Linked DNA regions of Rattus norvegicus: region 2 is linked to region 1. Evidence: chromatin contacts called from public Hi-C data. All regions are on one chromosome and are shown on one strand. The core of a region is the stretch at or near the end of the contact, and the rest is flanking DNA. Distances in the headings are between cores, read along the strand shown.

What was found. A called contact is a pair of places that touch in the nucleus more often than the background predicts.
Region 2: a Hi-C map of liver shows a contact between it and region 1, with 6 times the contacts expected there. The contact joins two enhancer-like sites. A contact is called at or near these places in 3 of 12 Hi-C or Micro-C datasets (Schwann cells, liver and mammary epithelial cells) and 1 of 1 datasets of contacts at active chromatin or transcription factors (oligodendrocytes).

The regions. Positions count from the first base shown.
Region 1 is chr8:117,762,042-117,769,269 of GRCr8, reverse strand. No RefSeq gene overlaps it. Among named protein-coding and RNA genes, the nearest start is that of Bsn, 11 kb to the right of the region's middle. Within about 2 kb of position 2,814, at least 50 of the 93 cell types and tissues checked have an H3K27ac peak or open chromatin away from gene starts, as enhancers often do.
Region 2 is chr8:117,843,018-117,850,211 of GRCr8, reverse strand. No RefSeq gene overlaps it. Among named protein-coding and RNA genes, the nearest start is that of Nicn1, 8.4 kb to the left of the region's middle. Within about 2 kb of position 5,126, at least 35 of the 93 cell types and tissues checked have an H3K27ac peak or open chromatin away from gene starts, as enhancers often do.

The DNA of each region.
Region 1 (7,228 bases), core at 1,565-4,064:
GTGGAGTGGAGGGTGATGGGAAAAGTACTGTCACAGAGGGGTAGCCTCTGGGCAGGCCTTCTGGCAGGTCTGATCCTCCTGAAGACTGGGATGGAGGTATGCTGACAGCAGCTCCACTGTGGCTTTTACCCAAAAATACTTTCGGGCTTGGCATTGGCTGGTTGCTTTGTTCTTGAGCTTACAGATTCTGGGTGGCCAGCCCTAAATGGCTGTCAGGATGTAGACAGGCCTTCTGGGAAGAACGAGCATACTCAAGACCAGAGAAGGACGGGTGCTTTCCTGGGACAATGCTTACACGTGGGAAGTAGAGATGCAGCAGTTGTTGCCAGAGGACCATTGCTTACAGAAAAACCGGTGCCTCTTCTGGTTTATCTCTGCTTCTACAAGCTCACCATCAGACTTTGCACCTCACATCTCCTGATGGTCCAACAGTGCTTGGAGTTAGGATATAAATGTGTAGCACCTTGAAAATGGCCAAGGCAAAGCCAGTCTAGGCACAAAGGCCCTGTCTTAAGGTAGACATGGAGGTGCACACCAATAACCCCAGTACTTGGGAGGTGGAGCTAAGAGGATCAGGAGTTCAAGGACAGAGTGAGCTACCTAGTAAGTTTTACCTGGGACTCATGGGACCGTGCCCAAAGACACCATCTCAGAAAAGACTCCTGACAAATGTTCAAAGACACGTGCTTCAGTCAGCCTTCTAGGCCTTGCAGCAGGAAGCCAGAAAATGACCTCACAATTGCTCTCAGTTAAGCTGACCCTCAGAAAGATCAGCTTAAGCTTTAACTCAGGATGATCTGAAGAACAGGAAGAAGAGAAGCTGTAGGGTGCAGAAGGATCCACCTGTTGCTCCGGCTTTGCAGATGATTCAACTGTTGAGCCTGGTAGATGTCTGCTCCCCAGCACTCGAACCAAGTTCTTGGTGGAAGAGAATCTGCATATGTCTTTTTGAGCTAAACAGACGGTGATAGAAGGGGGTTGGGGGCAGGCAGAAGGGTACTAATAGAAACCCGCTTTTCTACTTGGTTTGACTTGGCCACTTCCTAGGATCCTTCTAGCATGGTTCTCCAGTCTGTTATTGCGGTTAGGACAGTGCTATCTCCAAGGGGCTCTAAGATCCGCAGTGAACTGGGGAATGGAGTTGAACTATAGTCAGAGTTGGCCTGCAAAAGAGATAGAGAAAAAGCAGAGGGTCTGAATCTTACCAATCTTGTGTGGACACTACCTTGAGAGCCAGTCTCTGGGCCAGTCATGAGCAACAAGGCTGTTAGCTAGAAGACCTTATGTGCTTATGAATTGTGGCTCATCTGGCATCAGAGGTTCCAAACTATTTGCCAAGATGTAGCTTCTAGTTTGTTTCTCCATATTCCCCCTCCCAAAAAGAAAGCGGCAGGGAGAAGCTCTTCCCTGGTTTCTTTAAAACGTGCAAGGTCCATCTCAAGTACCAGTCTTTCAAAGCTGTTTCAGTCTCAGTATTGCTGTCTTAAAAATCCAAATCAGTCTAGCACAGTAGCACATGCCTGTAATCCTGGTGTGTGTGAAACAGAAGCTCAAGGACAGCCTTGGCTACATAGAAAAATTTGAGATCCATCTCGGCTATACGAGACCTGATGTGACAGGCACGTGCAGCCCAGCACTCGGGAGCCAGAGGTATATGGATCTGAGTTGGAGGCCAGCTTTGTCTGCATGGTGGGTTTCACTCCAGCCAAGACTACCTGGCAAGATCTTGTCTCAAAAGAGGAGGTGGGAAGCAGGAGAGGAGAAGTGGCTCTGTAGTTCAAAGCACTTGCTTTTAGGCCAGAGGGCCCAAGTTCAGTGGCTAACGCCCACATTTCTGGTGGCTTGCAGTCTCCTGGATGCCCTCTTCTGGTCTTTGTGGGCGCACACACTCATGACATACATTTAACATAGACGCACATACATAAATGAAAACAAATCTTTAAAAATTAAAGGGGGAAGATGTCAGATGTGGTAGCACATGCTGTTAAGCCCAGCATTTTGGGAGGCAGGTGATCTCTTTGAGTTCCAGGCCAGCCAGGATCACACAGTCAAGTCCTATCTTAAAAATAAGAAAAAAGTTTACTTTCTTTTTTTTTTTTTGCTTCTTTTTTTTTTCGGAGCTGGGGACCGAACCCAGGGCCTTGCGCTTCCTAGGCAAGCGCTCTACCACTGAGCTAAATCCCCAACCCCAAAAGTTTACTTTCTAAAAAGCGCTCTCTTTGATTCACAGTAGCTAAGGCCCAGAGAAGGCAGACAAGTTGGCCACATTTTTCAAACTAGTGTAAGATAGGTTCCATTCCTAGGTGTGACCCAGGTTTTGTTTGTATTAAGGTTTTAAATAAACCCCCTAATGGTGGAATGGATCTACCACTTCTTTATGAGGACTCTAGAAGATGCAAAGGAGACAGTAGTTTAAAGGAGGGGTGCTGGCCATTCGGGTGGTAGGAGCAACAACTGACACCTAAGCATGAAGACGTGCCCTAAGTTGGCTACCTTCCATTGCCACTTTGCTTGATGGTGACTCGAATTTCATCTGAGACCACGTCTCTGGAGGGTTCTGTAAAGCCCAGGCTTCTAGGCAGGTTCAGGACCAGGGTAAGGATTAGGTCTCAATCTGGTAGTGGTTCCACAAGCAAGCCAAGGGAGCCCCAGGAAGGAATGGGTCAGCTCCGATGTAGCCCCACAAAAGAGAACAATGTCGGCCGACTTCCAGGAGATGGCGCTATAGGACTAAGAGGCCAGCAGTGGGCGGGGCTGAAGAGGTGGGTTGTGGGTGGGAATACGAATGCCGCAGGCGTGCGCGAATAGAGCTGAGGGCAGGAATGACATGAGGGAGGGAGGGGCTAAATTGCGCCAGCATAGTTGGGAGGGGAGGAGCCACCCGGATGTGGGCAGGGCTGAAGCAGAGAGGCAGGCCGAGCGATCCGCTAGGGTTGCTCAGGCTTCACTACCCTGCGGGATTCTGCAGAGACTGTGATCTCGTAATTTGAGGGTGTCATTTACTTGCCCCATTCTCCCTCCTAAAGGGAAGCCTGCGGGGGAATATGGGTGACGTTAAGGCCCTGGCTTTCCCCTCTGGGGTTTGAATTCTGCCTGCAAAGTTTGAATTCTGGTGTATTATAGTCGGGATTCTAACCACCCGTCCTTGCAGGATGGTTTAGTGGGTAAGGGCGCTCTCCTGAATTTGATCCTGTGATCCATACATATGTTGGAAAGAGAACCGACTCCTGCAGGTTGGTTTCTGATTCAAAGTACGAAATGAATAAATGTAGGGTGGGGTGGGAAGACCCCCATTCTTTGCCAGCGCCCCTTTCCTAGCTCTTACTTCAAGACCTGTGTTCCATGGAGTTTAACTTCTACAATTTGGGACTGTTGGATTCTTAGTCTCTCCCTTTTCGATCCTGAGAGCATCCGAAGCAGGGGATGGTCTGATAGGATACTGAGGGAATCTGGGGGAGTCTAGGCTAGCAGTTAGGCACATCTGGTTGTACCTTGGAGTCGTTTTAGTCTGTACTCCTGGGCAAAAGACTCGACCCGAGGAACAAATGGGGATGGAGAACTGGTGACTCATTCTCTTGAGTGGACCTGGATGGAGCGTGGGTGCCCTGAAAGACCAGAGAGTACCTTTTCTCAAATTGTCCAGCTCCAGGCCCACACTGGGGAAGCTGGGGACAAGCTGAGGACAGGTCATCCTTCTTTTACAGTGTCCAAAAATCACTCCCCACATCCCTTAGATACTAAGGGAATCTAAGATACTAAGGTTGAGATTCTAAGGTTGAGAACACACAATGGTGGGTTGACCCTTTGGAGTCAAATGACCTTTTCACAGAGGTCACCTAAGACATTAGAAAACACAGGTATTTGCATCACAATTCACAACAATAGCACAATTACAGTTATAAAGTAGCAGCGAAAATAATTTTATGGTTGGGGGTCACCACAACATGAGGAACTGTATTAAAGGGTCTCAGCTATGGGGAGGTTGAGAACCACCGTAACTCTTAGAACCTCTCCTAAAAAACGTCTTGGGAAAGAGAGGTGAAGCAAAGAGCTAGTCCAGTTGGTGCCAGCAGGAGGTGGGTGGACCTCTGAGGGATGTCTCTGAGAGGAAACTAGCTTTGTTTTGGATGAACTCATCCTCAGGGAGCCCAGGTTGAGATGGGCAGGAACACAGGGGATTCTGAAGTGGGTGTAGACTTGCTAGATGAAGGAACACATGTCCTGTAGTGAATGTTTGTGTGGGAATGTGAGTGTGTGTGTGTGTGTGTGTGTGTGTGTGTGTGTGTGTGTCTTAGGGTTTTACTGATGTGAACAGACACCATGACCAAGGCAACTCTTATTTTTTTTAAGATTTTTTTTTCTTTTTTTTTTTTTTCGGAGCTGGGGACCGAACCCAGGGCCTTGCACTTGCTAGGCAAGCGCTCTACCACTGAGCTAAATCCCCAACCCTAAGATTTATAATATGTAAGTACACCGTTGCTGTCTTTAGACACACCAGAAGAGGGCATCAGATCTCACTACAGATGGTTGTGAGCCACCATGTGGTTGCTGGGAATTGAACTCAGGATCTCAGAAAAGCAACCAGTGCTCTTAACCACTGAGTCATCTCCCCAGCCCCACTAAGGCAACTCTTATAAAGGACAACATTTACTTGGGGCTGGCTTACAGGTTCAGAAGTTCATTCCATTATCATCAAGGCAGGAGCATGGCAGCATCCAGACAGGCATGGTGCAGGAGGAGCTGAGAGTTCTACATCTTGTTCCAAAGGCAGCTAGGAGAAGACTGGCTCCCATGTGGTTAGGAGGAAGGTCTCGTAGCACACCCCACAGTGACACACTTCCTCCAACAAGGCCACACCTACTCCAACAAGGCCACACCTTCTAATAGGGCTACTCCCTGGGCCAAGCATATTCAAATCGCCACAGTGTATTTATATGAGTATGTATATGTGTGTTTGGATGTGTGTGTATGTGAGTGTGTATGAGTGTGTGTGTGTGTGTGTGTTGGGATGAAGTAAGAATACTTCGTTTTCCTGTGTCTAGTGAATACTTAGAGCGAAGGCAGGGGTGTAACTCAGTTGGTAGTGTTTGCCCAGCATGCATGCATTAAACCCTGGGTTCCGTCCCTAGCACTGCGTAAACCAGATGTGCCAAGGAAGACCTGCAATCCCAGCCCCTGGAGAGGTAAATACAGGAAAAGTTCAAGGTTACCCTGCTGCACAGAGCTTCATATCTTTAACCCCAGAATTTAGGAGGCAAAGATAGGGGGAGCTCTGTGACTTTGAAGCCAGCCTGCTCTACACGAGGTCCAGGACAGCCAGAGCTACATATGGAGACTCTGTCTCCTAAACAAACAGTTTAGATTAAAAGAAATGTAGTACAAATGAGAGTTTGAGGGAGTGCTGACTGTGATCCGCTAGACCCTGACTCTGTAACAGTTACACCCCACAACCCACTGTAGGTCCTGAAGCACCACACTCGTGGAGCTCCAGCCTCCTCAGAGATTCAGGCTCAGGGAGGGCTGATTCTTGGAGCAGAGCTGGGACTGGGAAGGGGTGAGCCTACATGGAATTAACATTAATAAGATGGGGAAGGCAATTCAATTGCACACTTGGCCTTTCTGCTTGTAGCAGATGGAGTCTGTCCTCTGCCCAGAGTTACTTGGAATTCTTAGTCTGCACTGTCAGCTCTCTGTCAGAAAGACTGCCTTCCCGGAAGGCGGATGCTCACACCAGGTCGCCCAGCTGGAGGGGTTAGCCGTACAGAAATAGCAACGGTAACCCAGATGTTGCTGCCCAACTGATACCTGCTCCCACCCAGCCCCCATGCGGGACAGCCTGGGAAGTGTCTCCTCAGACAACCTCAGTGTCTGAGTGTAGTGTCAGCCCTCACTGTCTGGTGACACATGCTTAAACTCACTACTGCAGGTCACGTCAGTGGTCCAGCACCGAGGACCAGGAAGTGAAGACATAGTGGTTTCGACAGTCTTGATTCTCCGTTGTTCTCTACAGCCTAACTCAAAACATCAGTCAAGTTTAACTGACTGAGACCATCCATCTTGGCAGAGACTGGGGCGTCTTTGCCATGAAGGTCCTAAGATCTTTTGTCTTGCTCCGGGATTTGGCTTTGCTCTCAGTGACTTTAATCTTTAATCTCAGTGACTCCTTATTCTGTCCCTCCATTCCTGGGAGCTTCCTAAGCTCTCAATAAAGACCACAGGGCAACCCAACCACCCTGACTAGGACTCTGATGGAGCTCAGCAAAGAGAATGGCTTTATCCTACAGTCCGAGGTCCCACGTAGCCAAGGGTGTCCCAGTAATGTCCTTGGGTTTGTATTAGGGAAGTGTAGGTGAGGTGAGTGGGCAGGGACCCTCCTGAAGGACTTCCCCAAATTCAGGCAGAACAGTACGATAGAGAGAGCTGTCTCCCTCCCTTAACATGAGACATGTCTGAACCTCTGTTGTCTTGTAGGTACTCAGGGGATGCCGTGAGGCCATGACTTTCACTGGGGCCTGCTCTCCCCAATCCGGAGATTGAAGGTAGGTGGAGGGCACTACATAGAGATTCTGGTGGAGAAACCTCAAAACTAGAGATTCAGGCTGGGCGTTTTCTGTAGTTTATTAGTAACAATTGTACCTCTGTCTTTCTCCTACAAATACAACTCCTCAAGGACCCATACGGTGAGCCTCTCTGGCCTGGCGCTGAGGAGTAGAGCAGGCACTGGAGAAGAATGGATGTTGTGTACATCAGTGAGACGCACAGATCCAGCCCAGAGACCTGCGGGGGGAGTGCAGAGGGGCGAGCAAAGCAGCGTGTTTTGACTCGGCCGCTTACAACTTGTAGAAACCACAGTTTCATTATTTTTTCTTGTCACAACAAGCCTTCGAAAGTGTATAGCTCTAATAGCAATGGGGCTTAATTAGTTTTCTTGGGAGCAATATGCAGGGGCGGTGGGGCTATGCTAGCGGCAAATATTTCTGATGTTTTTTTTTTTTAAAGCTGTATAATGCAAGTAAGAGATCTGCACACTGCAGCAGGAAAGGGGCTACATGGGCAAAACATGCAGTGAATGCTATACTATCTAGGTTTATCCTTTTTCCTCTTCTTCCAGGAACTGTGGCCAGCTGAAAACGACAGTATGAAATTGAGTTTTTTTAGGCCCTCAGGGGTGGGGGGAGCAGGGGCTGTGGACTTGGGCAGGACAGGATGAGGTCTCTTTGTAGACTAC
Region 2 (7,194 bases), core at 3,877-6,376, 79 kb before region 1:
ACTTAATGTCCTTTGGGTTCAGACCTTGTGATGATTTGTATATGCTCTGCCCGGGGAGTGGCACTATTAGGAAGTATGGCCCTGTTGGAGTAGGTGTGTCATTGTGAGTGTGGGTTTTAAGACCCTCGTCCTAGCTGCCTGGAAGTCAGTCTTCCACTTGCAGCCTTCAGATGAAAATGTAGAACTCTCAGCTTTGCCTGCACCATGCCTGCCTGGATGCTGCCCTGCTTCTGCTTTGATGATACTGGGCTGAACCTCTGACCCTGTAAGCCAGCCCCAATTAAATGTCCTTATAAGAGTTGCCTTGGCCATGGTTTTACAGCAGTAAAACCCTCACTAAGACAGGCCTTTTAGTTTTCATTTTATTTGTTTATTTGTTTGTTTTTGCAACAGGGTCTTGTGAAGTCCAGGCTGTCCTCAAACTATGAAGTCAATGCAGGCCTTAGTCTCCTAACTCCCCTGCCTCCCAGAATGAAGGATTACACTGTGTAACATCATCCTCAGCCCTTGGGTTTGCTGCTGCTTTCTTTCTTTTTTTTTTTTAAAGATTTATTCATTTATTATATATAAGTACACTGTAGCTGTCCTCAGACACACCAGAAGAGGGCATCAGATCTCTTTACAGATGGTTGTGAGCCACCATGTGGTTGCTGGGATTTGAACTCAGGACCTCTGGAAGAGTAGTCAGGTGCTCTTAACCACTGAGCCATCTCTCCAGCCCCGCTTTCTTTCTTTTAAAAATGTATTTATTTTCATAAGCACCACATGCACACCTGATACCCGAGGAAGCCAGAAAAGAGTATCAGAACCCCTAGAACTGAGTCCCTGAGCCACCATGTGGATGGTAAGAGTTGAACCCTGGTCAGTCCAGTTATTCTCTCTCTCTTATTCTCTCTCTCTCTCTCTCTCTCTCTCTCTCTCTCTCTCTCTCTCTCTCTCTCTCTCTCTCTCAGATCGGTAGGTTGGTCACGGGAACCTTTACCCACAGAGTCACTCACTGGTCATCTTGGTTTTTGAGACAGGGTCTTGCTTATTAACCCTGTCTGGCCTCAAACACAGTTGATCCTTCTGAGAACTAGAAATTATAGATTATAGGCATATCTGTCTGTCCTGTCCTGTTCAACCAGCCCCCTGCAAAATGCTAAGGAATTAAATGAACAGACTTGTGCATGCAAGACAAACTTTTACTATTTAAGCAAAATAGTCACAATTATGTGCTATAGGATGGGAAGACATCCTCACAGCCTGGTCAGCAGCTCCTAGGAAATACGACGGTAACAATCGGTTTTGTGAGAAAGATGGTTTTTGGTTTGGTTTGGTTTGTTTTTTTTAAGTGATGGAAACTCAAACTCAAGTCCCTTTGCATGCTGAGTAAGCATGGTTTTCCTGGGCTATGGCCCCAGGTCTGCTGGCCTCGTACGGGTGGGCAGAAAACAGGTGAGTAGAAGACACTGTCGGTAACGTGGCTGTGAGTAGCACAGCACAGCACCGAGAAGTGTAGGCATATTTGTTCGCTGAGTTTTAGATTCAGTATTTATCTATTTGTAGGATTATTGCTCGACACCATGTATGCAGTACCCGCAGAAGACAGAAGAGGGCACCAGATCCATTGGAACCGATGTTATACAGACCGACGTGAGCCACCGTGTGCTCCTCTGGAAAGTACTTAACTGCTGAGCTATCTCTTTAGCTCAGATTTTAGGTTTTAAATTTTATTTATTTAAATTTCTGATTTTCATGCTAAGCAGTGGTGGCGCACATCTTTAATCCCAGCACTTGGGAGGCTGAGGTGGGTTAGGGTTAGGGCAGACCTTTGTAAATTCAAGGCTAGCCTGGTCTACAAAGAGAGTTCCAGGGTGTGTGTGTGTGTTATTTTCTTTTTTTTGGTTCTTTTTTTTGGAGCTGGGGACCGAACCCAGGGCCTTACGCTTCCTAGGCAAGCGCTCTACCACTGAGCTAAATCCCCAACCCCGTGTGTTATTTTCTTAATTGTTTATTTTACATGTATAATTGTTTTGCTTGCATGTATGTATGTGCACCACACATGTGCCTAAGTGTGAATGGTTGTAACCCACCATATGGGTTTTAGGAGCTGAACCATGTCCTCTCCAAGAACAGCAAGAGCTCTTGGCCACCTCCTTAAGAGTTATTTATGGGGGTTGGGGATTTAGCTCAGCGGTAGAGCGCTTGCCTAGGAAGCGCAAGGCCCTGGGTTCGGTCCCCAGCTCCGAAAAAAAGAACCAAAAAAAAAAAAAAAAAAGTTATTTATGGGGCTGGAGAGATGGCTCAGCGGTTAAAAGCACTGACTGCTCTTCCAGAGGTCTTGAGTTCAATTCCCAGCAACCACATGGTGGCTCACAACCCTCTGTAATGGGGATCCAATGCCCTCTTCTGGTGTGTCTGAGGGCAACGACAGTGTCATATACATAAAAAAAATCATTAAAAAGTGGCTCAACAGGGGTTGGGGATTTAGCTCAGTGGTAGAGCGCTTGCCTAGGAAGCACAAGACCCTGAGTTCGGTCCCCAGCTCTGAAAAAAAAAAAAGTGGCTCAACAGATAAAAGTGTATACTGCAGAGGACTCCTGTTCTGTGTCCAGCATCCACATTAAACATCATACAGCCATTGTAATTCCAGCTCCAGAGGATGGAAAGCCCCTCTGTGTCTGTGGGCACCAGCACTCATATGTGTATCTCCAAACCAGAGGGACGGCATTTACAAACACATTCACAGCATAACCTTTTTTTTTTTGGTTCTTTTTTTCGGAGCTGGGGACCGAACCCAGGGCCTTGTGCTTCCTAGGCAAGCGCTCTACCACTGAGCTAAATCCCCAACCCCAGCATAACCTTTTTTTTTTTTTTCTTTTCTTTTTTTTCGGAGCTGGGGACCGAACCCAGGGCCTTTCGCTTGCTAGGCAAGCGCTCTACCACTGAGCTAAATCCCCAACCCCAACCTTTTTAAAGATTTATTTATTGACACAATCTTCTCTGCATAGCCCTGGCTGCCCTGGAATTCACTATGCAGTCCAGGCTGGCCTCAAACTCACAGAGATCCACCTGCCTTTGCCTCCCAAGTGATGGGGTTAGTGTGTGCCACCATATACGGCCTAAAGATTTATTTTTGAAGTCTGGAGAGATCGCTCCTTGGTTTGGAGTATTAGAATTGGAATTACAGACTGTTGTAAGCTCTCAGGTGAGTGCTGGGGGGGGATGTAGTGGGAACACAGGCCAGCCCTCTGGAAGAGCCAAATGTGTTCTTAATCACCACACCCTCTCTCTAGTCCCTAAATTTAAAAAAATTACACCTCATCCATTCATTCATCCATTCATTTTGTGTGCAAGTACGTGTGAGTATGCATGTGCTGGTGCACATGTGGAGATCAGGGGATAACTTAGGGAGTCAGTTCTCTGCTTCTTTCAAGTCGGTCCTGGGGCTAAAGTGCAGCACCTCAGGCTTATCATGTACCTTTACCTGATCCCTCTTACTGGTCCCCAGGTTTTTGCTATGTTTTAAAATCGTAGGGTGTGTGTGTGTGTGTGTGTGTGTGTGTGTGTGTGTGTGTGTGTGATAAATGTGTGGGGATGCATGCTACAGAGTGTGAACGGAGGTCAGAGTATTTCCTATTTTGCAGACGTGCCTACCAGTCACACAGATGGTGGCCATCCTTCAAGTGAGATTCGTTCTTCCCAACTGTGCCAAGCTGACAACCAAGGACACACAAAGGACAACTTTGTAGTGTGGGTGTTCTCCTTCCACATTTACAAGGGTTTAGGATCAAACCCAGGTCACCAAATCTGTGTAGCCATGTCACTGGATTATAGTTTTAGGGTCCCCCCCCCAATTCATTGTTTTATGTTTATGGTGTTTTGCCTACATGTATGTCTGTGTACCATATACATGATGGGTCCAAGGAGGCCAGATGAGGACATTGAATCTCTTGGAACTGAAGTTAGAGAAAGTTGTAAGCCACCATGTGGTGCCAGGAGTAGAAACAGTCCTCTGGGAGAACCATAAATGCTCTCGACTGATGAGATATCTTTCTAGCCCCACAGAATTATGGGTTTTGAGGCAAGGTCTTATGTAGCTCATGCTGGCTTCAAACTCCTGAGTCCCCTGCTTCTGCCTCTCAAGTGCTGGAATTATAAGCTTGTGCTACCACACCTAGTGCGCTCGCTCTCTCTCTCTCTCTCTCTCTCTCTCTCTCTCTCTCTCCCTCCCCCCTCCCTCCCCCCTCCCTCCCTCCCTCCTTCTCTTCATTTATGATGCTAAGGATTGAACCCACTAGGCACTCTATCCCTAACCTTGGTTTTGTGTGTGTAATATGTGTGATGTGGTGTATGGCATGTGTGTACGGAATATGTATGTATGTGTATGGTATGTATATATGTGTATGCATGTGTGTGTATGGTGTGTGATGTGTGTATGTGTGGTGTATGTGTATTTGTGTGTGTGGTATGGTTTCTGTGTGTGTGTGTGTGTGTGTGTGTGTGTGTGTGTGTGTGTGTAAGAGAGAGAAGAGTCTGTAGTCTGAGCTAGCCTCAAACTTGCTATGCAGCCAATTAACTCTTGAGACAGGGTCTTGCCATGCAGCCTAGACTTGATAATTTGATGCTGTCCTCTTGTCTCAGCTGCCAAGAGCTGGGATTACAGACACAGACCACTGCGCCTCTATCTTCTTATTTCTGCATTTATGTATTTATCTATTTTACAGTGCTAGGGATCTCCAATAGGCGGGTGTGAGGTAACACAGTGGAAAAGTGGAGCAGGCGGCTCCCTTGAGGCTCTCCTAGTCTCGTCCCCGTAGGCTCCGGAGGGCAGTGCAAGTCAGTGGCCAGGAGGAGGCCCTTGACTCATAGCCAGTTGGGGCTGAACCAACATGGAATTTCCCTAACCTCAGGGGCTCTTAAGACTGGAATCCCTACAAGTTAAATATGTAACACACACAAAGACCCTTTTAAATTACAGGCTTACAGGCAAGATAATGTATAGAAAGTTGGGTTTTTTTTTTCCTGTGAAAATTGTCAATAGCTTTTTCATATTATGCAAGTAAAGAGGGCTGGAGGAGGAGCCTGCTCCGATCATGAAATCCCTTCCCAGGCCCTGTCTCCAAACACCACACTGCCTTCCCAAACGTTGGCTGACAGCCCTAGCGTCTCCCTGGGGCTTGCTGTGGAATACTCAGCTGTTCCTACCCTGGTCTCTGTGTGTCTAATCAGGAAGGACAGGAAGCAAGATTCTCTCTAGTTCTCTGGGGCGGGGGAGCTGGGAAAGCTAGGGGCTTGGAGAAGCTTCCTGCAGCTGCTGGGAATAGGAAGCCAAAGGATGCTTGTATGTCCCTGGTTTTCCTGGGACCCATGTCTTGCCATCACAGTCTCAGGGCTCCTCTCCCTCTCCCCCTCCCCTCCCCTTCCCCCTCTCTAGGACAGGGCTTCCAATTTATCCTTGGCTGTCCTGGAATTGTTATGTAGACAAGACTGGCCTCAAACTCACAGAGATCCCCCTGCCACAGCCTGCAGAATGCTGGGATTAAAGTCATGTGCTACCATGCTTGGATCTCTGGGATTTCCATCAAAACAAGCTTTTTTTTTTTTTAAAGATTAATTTATTTTACGTATGAGTACAGTGTCTCTGTCTTCCGATACTCCAGAAGAGGATGTTACAGATGGTTGTGAGCCACCATGTGGTTGCTGGGAATTGAACTCAGGACCTCTGGAAGAGCAGCTAGTGCTTTTAATCACTGAACTGAGCCATCTCTCCAGCCCCAAAACAAGCTTTAAAAAAAAAATTCTTTTTACTTTATGTGCATGTGTATCTGGGCTTGTGCCACTTACTTGCGGTGCCTTGGAAGGCCAGAAGAGGATGCTAGTGGATGCCTGAATTGAACCTGGGTCCTTTGCATGAGCATTAAGTGCTCTTAACCACTGAGCTATTTCTCCAGCCCCTCTGGGTTCCATTTTGGCTTTTACTACCCACACATTCCATTCCCTCATAAGAGAAATCCAGAATGAAGACGACTTTGATTCCAGTCAAGAACCAGCTGGTTATTTTTTTTTATTATTTTTTTCAGATCTGCTGTCCACAAGTTTCGGCAACATCTTGGTTGCCTCATCTGAGGACTGCTTGAGCCATCAGTCACCTTTGCCCCAGTTGTGTCCTTTTGGCTTGGACATGTCCTGTTACTCCTGAACCCCTCCTGGGAATTCACCAAGCTAGCAGGAAATTCAGATTGACCCAAAGGCTCAGCTACTGTGACCTCTCCCCTAGATGGACTCATCCTGGTTTCCTGGGGGTATATTTCCTTATTCAGGAGCAGAAATGCAAACTTCTTAGCTTCCAGGACTGTGACTTTCTCTCTTTCACTTCTTTGCCCTGGGCATTCTCAAGTGACTGACAATGGAGTAAACAGCTTAGTAAATGGCTTTATCACTCCTCCTGTCCTAGTTCCTTGAACACACTCTTTCTTTCCTTTTTATTTGTTTATTTTATTTTATTTTATTTTTTTTGGTTCTTTTTTTTTTCGGAGCTGGGGACCGAACCCAGGGCCTTGCGCTTCCTAGGTAAGTGCTCTACCACTGAGCTAAATCCCCAGCCTGTTTATTTTATGTATGTGAATACAGTCTCTCTATTCCGACACACCAGAAGAGGGCACTGATCTCATTACAGATGGTTGTGAGCCACCATACGGTTGCTGGGAATCGAACCTCTAGAAGAGCAGTCATTGCTCTTAACTACTGAGTCATCTCTCCAGCCCCTCTTTCTCTTTCTTTCTTTCTTTCTTTCTTTCTTTCTTTCTTTCTTCCTTCCTTCCTTCCTTCCATCCTTCCTTCCTTCCTTTCTTCCTTCTTTTTTTTTCCAGAGCTGAGGACTAAACCTAGGACCTTGTGCTTGCTAGGCAATCACTCTACCACTGAGCTAAATCCCCCAACCCCCACCCCCTTTTTTGAGGTAGGATTTCATGCGTCCCCCCCTTCCCACCCCCACCTCTTCTGTTTGTCAGATGAAGTTTCACTATGTGGCCCTGGTTGGCCTGGAACTTTCTGTATAAAACAATGAGATGTGGGGGTGGGCCTGGGGGATGGCTCAGCGGTTAAGAGCACTGACTGTTCTTCCAGTACCTGTATGGCGGCTCACAACTGTCTGTAACTCCAGTTCCAGGGAACCTGACACCTTCACACATGCAGGCAAAACAGCAATGC